Linked DNA regions of Rattus norvegicus: region 1 is linked to region 2. A link is a contact called in public Hi-C data. All regions are on one chromosome and are shown on one strand. The core of a region is the stretch at or near the end of the contact, and the rest is flanking DNA. Distances in the headings are between cores, read along the strand shown.

Evidence for each region. A called contact is a pair of places that touch in the nucleus more often than the background predicts.
Region 1: a Hi-C map of liver shows a contact between it and region 2, with 3 times the contacts expected there. The contact joins the promoter of Nherf2 here to the promoter of Pgp in region 2. A contact is called at or near these places in 8 of 12 Hi-C or Micro-C datasets (the A7r5 cell line, the Rat2 cell line, Schwann cells and 5 more).

What each region holds. Positions count from the first base shown.
Region 1 is chr10:14,175,722-14,178,815 of GRCr8, reverse strand. It overlaps Nherf2 (NHERF family PDZ scaffold protein 2), which reads left to right and starts at 1,297. Exons shown (of 7, transcript NM_053811.3): 1 at 1,297-1,584. The coding sequence starts at 1,372.
Region 2 is chr10:13,998,189-14,001,534 of GRCr8, reverse strand. It overlaps Pgp (phosphoglycolate phosphatase), which reads right to left and starts at 1,753. Exons shown (of 2, transcript NM_001169152.1): 1 at 1,075-1,753; 2 at 1-982. The coding sequence starts at 1,714. The coding sequence ends at 657. It also overlaps a transcript of E4f1 not described here.

The sequences.
Region 1 (3,094 bases), core at 48-2,547, 180 kb before region 2:
GAGCAGCCACTAGGGTGTGGGTACCCAAGAGGCTAAGGCTAGGATGCTGCTGAGAGGCGGGTCCTAGTGCTTGGGTGGAGGTGGAAAGCCCCAGTTAAGGGCTCTGGAGAGAGGGGAGGGAGAGGAGAACATTGAGCTAGGGGCGCATCTCCTATCCACATGGGGAACTGTCTGAGCTGGCTTTACCTGACTCAGGGGGACCAGGTAAGTGAGGAGCTGTGCACTGGGGAGAAGCAGGCTGCGGGTGAGATCTCAGCCTGGGAGGAAGCTTTAAGGTGAAAGTGCAGTCTCACAGTACTGGACTCTAGTAGAGGATTTTCTCCAGGCCTCAGTGTCCTGGTCTGTAAAATGGTCGGTTTTCTCTAGGGTTGTTCTTGGAAAACCATGTACGAATGCATAAGGGGTTCTCAGTGGGACTGTTGTCCTGTAAGGGGAGATGAGAACTTAAGCAATTGTAAATCTAAGAATGTGTTGACTACAGACCTAGGAACCGGGAATGGGAACCCTGTGGTGCTTAATTTGGGACAACAGATCACCACCTAGAGCTCAGGGGCCAAAGTCCTTAGCACAGTTCATACTGGGTCTAGAGGAAGGCAGCACATACCTCCCATCTCTGCCAGATAAACTCATGTTCCCAAAAAACAGGGGAATACGGAAGACAGACACTTGCTGGGTGGAACAGGGGCCACCTACTTGCTGGCCCCAAAGACCTTGGTTGCTGTAGTCTCTTTAAATTTCTTATTCTTGCCTGTTGCTCTCTGGGTCAGGATGAGACAACTTTGGGGACCTAGAGGGAGCAGGCAGCACAGTCCCGATAGGTAGAGGGTGGGGTGCATCCCAGGAAGGGGCGCAGTGGTCCTTGCACTTCCCCTCTGGCGTCTGTGTAGTGTGTCTCTGACTGGACCCTTTCTCTAAGAGGCTTCCCATTTCAGGAACCCCTCTCACTGTAGCATATGCAGGTGTCTAAAAAAAAAGTGGTTCCTGGAACAGAAGCCAAAGGTGCTGGCGCTAGGGAAGGTGACCAAATGGGATAAGATAGGACTCCCAGGAACTCGAGGGTTGCCTGACCGCGAAATCCCACTCCTTAGTCCTAGGGTTTCTGGGCGCCCAGGCAGGGGCCTAGCTAGCGGGGCTTAGGCTAGGGCGGGGGCAGCCAGGAGGGCGGGGAAGGGGCGGGCGCGGGGGCGGTGCTGCAGCAGGAGCAGGGGCCAGGGCCAGAGCCGAAGTCGGAGCCCGAGGCGACGCGAGCTGAGCAGGAGCCACCGAGGCCGCTGCCTGCTCTCCCGCCCGCGCCTCTGCCGCCTCCGCGCTCCAGCCTGCGGGTGGTGTGAGCCGTGGCCAGTCGCGGGCAGCCAGGGGGCAGCGGGTGCCATGGCCGCGCCGGAGTCGCTGCGGCCCCGCTTGTGTCGCCTGGTGCGGGGCGAGCAAGGGTACGGCTTCCACCTGCATGGCGAGAAAGGCCGCCGTGGCCAGTTCATCCGGCGCGTGGAGCCAGGCTCCCCAGCCGAGGCGGCCGCGCTGCGCGCCGGGGACCGCCTGGTTGAGGTCAACGGCGTCAACGTAGAGGGCGAGACGCATCACCAGGTGGGTCCCTGCGCTGCGCCCCGCCCCCCGGTTCCCTCCTAGGGGCGCATCCCTACTGCGCTGGCCAAGATGCCTTCGACCACCCTTCGGCGTGCCCTATCGTGGGACCGGTCAAGGGTCCCATGGGGGCCTGCTGTTCGGGTACTGAGGTGTGGGACGTGGCCCGCCAGCTGGCCTCCTGGTGAGGAAGCTCAGTCCTGCACAAGCGGGGGAGGGAGGACATCCTGGTAGGGAGGGGCCGCACTGCGGCTACTCTGGCCAGGGCCCTGGCTGCTTCTGCTAGTTTTGGCCTCCGTGTGCCATGGAGGGGGAGGAGGTGGTGAAGGCACCTTGTGGCCTTGTGGTATAGATGCATTTCTGTTCGTGTGTGAGTTATGTGTGTGTGCTTGCGGGTCTCCCTGGGGTCATCCATATGAATACACTACCCAAGTGTTCCAGGAGTGGCTGAGAGCATACTTGTGTCAGTGCTGGAATGTGTGCTTAGGTTTGTGTAGACACATCAGGTATGTGTGCTGACTCTGTGCGTGTGTGTGTGTGTGTGTGTGTGTGTGTGTGTGCGCGCGCCTGTGCGAGCTCACGAGTGCCTGCCTGCCTGGTTATACTAGTGTACTTCTCATGGCTGGTGTGTCTGGGTCTGGTGGAGTCAGCTCTAGTGGCAGCCTATTCCTTGGGCTCAGAAAAAGCCTCCTCCTGGGAGCTGCCTGGCCCTGTAGAGGTCACTGTGCAACCCTTGCCTGCTGGCAGCTGGAAGGAGGAGGGCTGATGTGGCGGAGTCTCTCTGCAGATCCTACCTCTGGGATGTCCGTATTCCACCGAGGGGTAGACACAGTTAAAACCTTGATTAGGGTTCAGTCTCCCTTCACCTTTTTTATTCTGGAACCCTAGTACCACTAAGTCCAAGACCTACGTGAGTGGTCAGTCCTGAGGCTTGGAGGAAGCAGAGTGGCTCTTTGCTGGGCTAAAGTTGAACTTCTATCTTCCCGGCGACCTGCCTTGTGACCACTGGATTTGGTTGTGTGCTGAAGAGTTTGGGAGTGAAGCCCAGTGGTTGGCCCTAAAAGCAAGGGAGAGGCTGGCAGAGTTGGTATTACCTGCGTCTAGCCGTCGCTGGAATGCAGCTGTCTAGTCTAGTCTCTAAAGACTTTCACATAGAGCCACAGTAGAATCCTTCTACTGCTCAGGGAGATAGGAGGCAAAACCAAGACTCCCATTCTACTGATATGTAGAGATTGTGGGTGACTGGCTTAGCTCCTTAGTGCTGGGATCCTTCTGCTCTCTTGGTCATCTTGGACGATCACTGAGGGGCCAGGTAAAGATGGGCCTGGCTGGGTAGGACCTTCATATCTGTGGTGGTATGTACTCCATGGAGTCACGCTGGAGATCCTGCCTCTTCACTCCCAGGCTGTGGGGTGGGGTTGTTAATGCTTCCTGCCCTTCAGATGTCCACTGGGCACTTTTCCCTTTGAACACATACTAACATCCTGCGTGATCCACGGTGGCCCACACTTCA
Region 2 (3,346 bases), core at 504-3,003:
GCCACACTATGACACCTGGGTTAAATTCACACAAGACAGCCAAAGTTTAGCTGGGCTGCTGTTACTGTGCATGGGGGTCTGCAGTGCTGGGCATCTGAAACAGAACAGACAACTGTGATGTCAAAGTGGTTTTCAAAGAAGCAGAGTGAGTGGAGGTTGTCAAGAGCAGCATCCAAACCCCAACAATAGAGCGCTCCCACCCCGAAGGTGAGGAACTGGGGTACAGTAACAGGCACCTCTGCTGCATGATCACATTAGGGGAAACCCCAGTGTTTGGTTACTTCAGAGCCCCTTTTCTTTACTCTGCCCACCTTAGGGCCTGATCCCTGACTACACTTCAGTAAAAAGCAAGACACAACCCTTGACCCACTTCAGTCGGAGCAACAGAGCCTGAGGTTACCTGAACGTTGGGCATGTGCTATGCCCACCTCATAATGCCTTCCAAGCTTAAAAGTGCATCTTAAAATATAATTCTCTGTAAACAACACCTCCCCCCAACACTTACTTACAAGATTAACTACCGCCTTTACTTCAGTTAACCTGCAGCCACCTAACTCAGCTATTCCTAAGCCCCACCTATTAATTTAGGTAGCTGATTTTCTTTTTCTTTTCTTTTTTTTTTTTTTTTTATTCCAGAGATTAAAGACACGAGATCTTTAACCTTGAAGGGCAGGCAAGAGGTCGGCTATGCTGTCAACATAGAAGTCAGGGACCATTTTCTTCTTGAACATGCAGTCACTTTCCTGATTGCTCTTCACATCCTCAAGACTGGAGACTCCGGTGAGGGTCAGGATAGTCTTCAGGCTACAGGTGGAGCCCAGGAGGATGTCTGTGTCCAGGCGGTCTCCCACCATGACGGTGCGCTCCGGGTTGATACCATACTCCTGGGACACGCAGTCGAAGATGAAGCGGCTAGGCTTCCCGATGATGTCCGCCTGGCGCTGGGCGGCCATCTCCACGGCTCGCACCAGACAGCCGGTACCTGCAGAGCGAGGGAGGGAAGGGGACGCTGGGGTCAGGGAACATGGAAGGGCTGGGCCCGCCCTCCAACCTCCAGCCCCTGGGCGCACGGACCCGCAATGAAACGGCCGTTCTCTAGCGGGAGCCGGTTGTCCATGTTGGTGCCCACGAGCAGACAGTCGGGCTGCTGCAGGTACCGCACGGCCTTGGTAAGCTTCATGTAGCTGAAGTGTGGGTCGAAGCCCACCACTACCGCGCGCACGTCGGGTTCGAGCGGCACGGCTAGCCAGTCGCTTGGGCCATCGCCGTGAAGCACGTCCGGGCCCACGCCCACGCTAGTGACACCCACGGCCTCCAGCTCCGCGGCTAAGGCCGGGCTGCCCAGCACGTAGGCCTTGGGGTCCGGCACGCCGGCCAGGCGTTGGCGCAGATAGAGCGCGCTGCAGTAGGCCGTGCCGAAGACCTCGAGGCCCGCTTCGGGCCCCATCGGGCCACCGAAACCCAAGCGCCTGAGCTTCTCCGCGTAGGCCGTACGAGTCTTGCTGCTGTTGTTGGTGATGAAGCCCAGTCGCTTGCCGCGGGCCCGCAGCGCCCGCAGAGTCTCCGGCGCGCCCGGCACGGCCGTCTCGCCGCGCCACAGCACGCCATCGCAGTCGAACAGCAGCGTGTCCACTTCGGCCAGCAGCAACTTGGCCCGCTCGGCGCTCAGCCGCACGCAGCGGACTTCGTCGCCGCCGGCCTCCGCCTCCGCCATGGCCGACCGCTGACCGCTGCCGCCACCCGCCGCCGCCGCCACCACCGGCCGCTCCTCGCAGCCGCCCGCCGCGGCGCCCGCCCCGCCTCCGGGACGCTCATTGGCCCCGCTCCTCGCGCGCACCGCCCATTGGCCCCTGCTTGCGCCAATCCACCTCCGTTTCCCGCGAGCAGCGAGGCACACAGCGGCAACCGACGCGGGCAGGCGCGCGGAGGCGGTCAGCCATTGGCTGTCTGGTCCAGCTACACCAGCAATTGGCTGGCAGAGCGCCAACCGGCAAGGGTAAAGCATACGCCGCGGAAAAGCTGCGGGGCGCGAATGGCACGGGACGTAAGGCGGCTGATCGTGGATGGCCGCGGGACAGCTCGCTCATTGGAAACTGGTAGTCAGCCTAGGTGACGGAGACTCCAGGTCAGTGACCCCGGGCCTGGCCGGCTAATGATTGGCTACTTCTTCAGGCCTTAGTTGGGCGGGGTTATCCTTAGGAAGAAGGCGGAAGGCGCTACCTACACCGCAGTCACGTAAGCGTCTTGGACATGCAGTCGGCGTTTGAACCGATTACCTTACAGTCTGCAGCCAGCCTAGAACTTCTTTTCCCAAAGCTACTCTCATTCTCACCTACGGTTCTTCAGACCGAGGTTCCCAGGACCTCGAAATAACATGAACCAGTGATGGCTAAAGCATCGGTCATGAAGCAGTGGGATTGGAATCCAGGGGGACATTGCCTACAGTATGATATTCAGCAATCGGTCACTATTATTAATACTTTAAAAATGATTTATTTATTATATATAAGTACACTGTAGCTGTCTTCAGACACACCAGAAGAGGGCATCAGATCTCATTACAGGTGGTTGTGAGCCACCATGTGGTTGCTGGGAATTGAACTCAGGACCTCTTAACCACTGAGCCATCTCTGTAGCCCGTATTGATACATTTATTGAGGCATATTATACAATGATGTGTACAGATCAATGCGATTCATAGGAAATATGCTCATGTATAGAGTAATTCCAACATTTCACAGAAGTCTCCTACATTATTACTCTCCGGTCAATAACAGATATCACCCCCACCTCCCAACCACATTTTTGACTTGAACTATGCATAAGATGTTCTAGAGCATCTTTTTCAAAGTCTCTCTTTTGGACTAGAGGGGTTACAATTAAAGATAATACTTGTCAATCCCATAGATGAGAGGAGAAAGACCACAGACCCAAATCATCATGGCTAAAGTAATTAAAGCCAGCATTTAATTAAAGCAGGCTATTCTATTCCTGTACAATGACTGTCTCCCTTGACAGTAGGGGGTGGGTGGGTTTGAGAGGTCAGCATTGAATGTGAGGAAAACAAGGTTTTTATAAAGGTCATGGGTAGGCTGTTTGCAAATGTGGGGGAATTGGTGGGCGGAACAGGCAGAGTTACAGGAACAGAACATAAGCCTACTTGCGGGTCCAAAAGACCCCCTGAAACAAAGACATGGCTGCAAGGTGAGCATAACAAGGTAGTCATAACAATAGTGATGACAAGGCGGTCATCTTGTCCCTCTTGGAATCACTTGTATGGTTCAGTACAGAATCGTTTGTAGTTAAGGTTACAGGTCGGGCATAAACTATTCCTCAAGAAATAAGT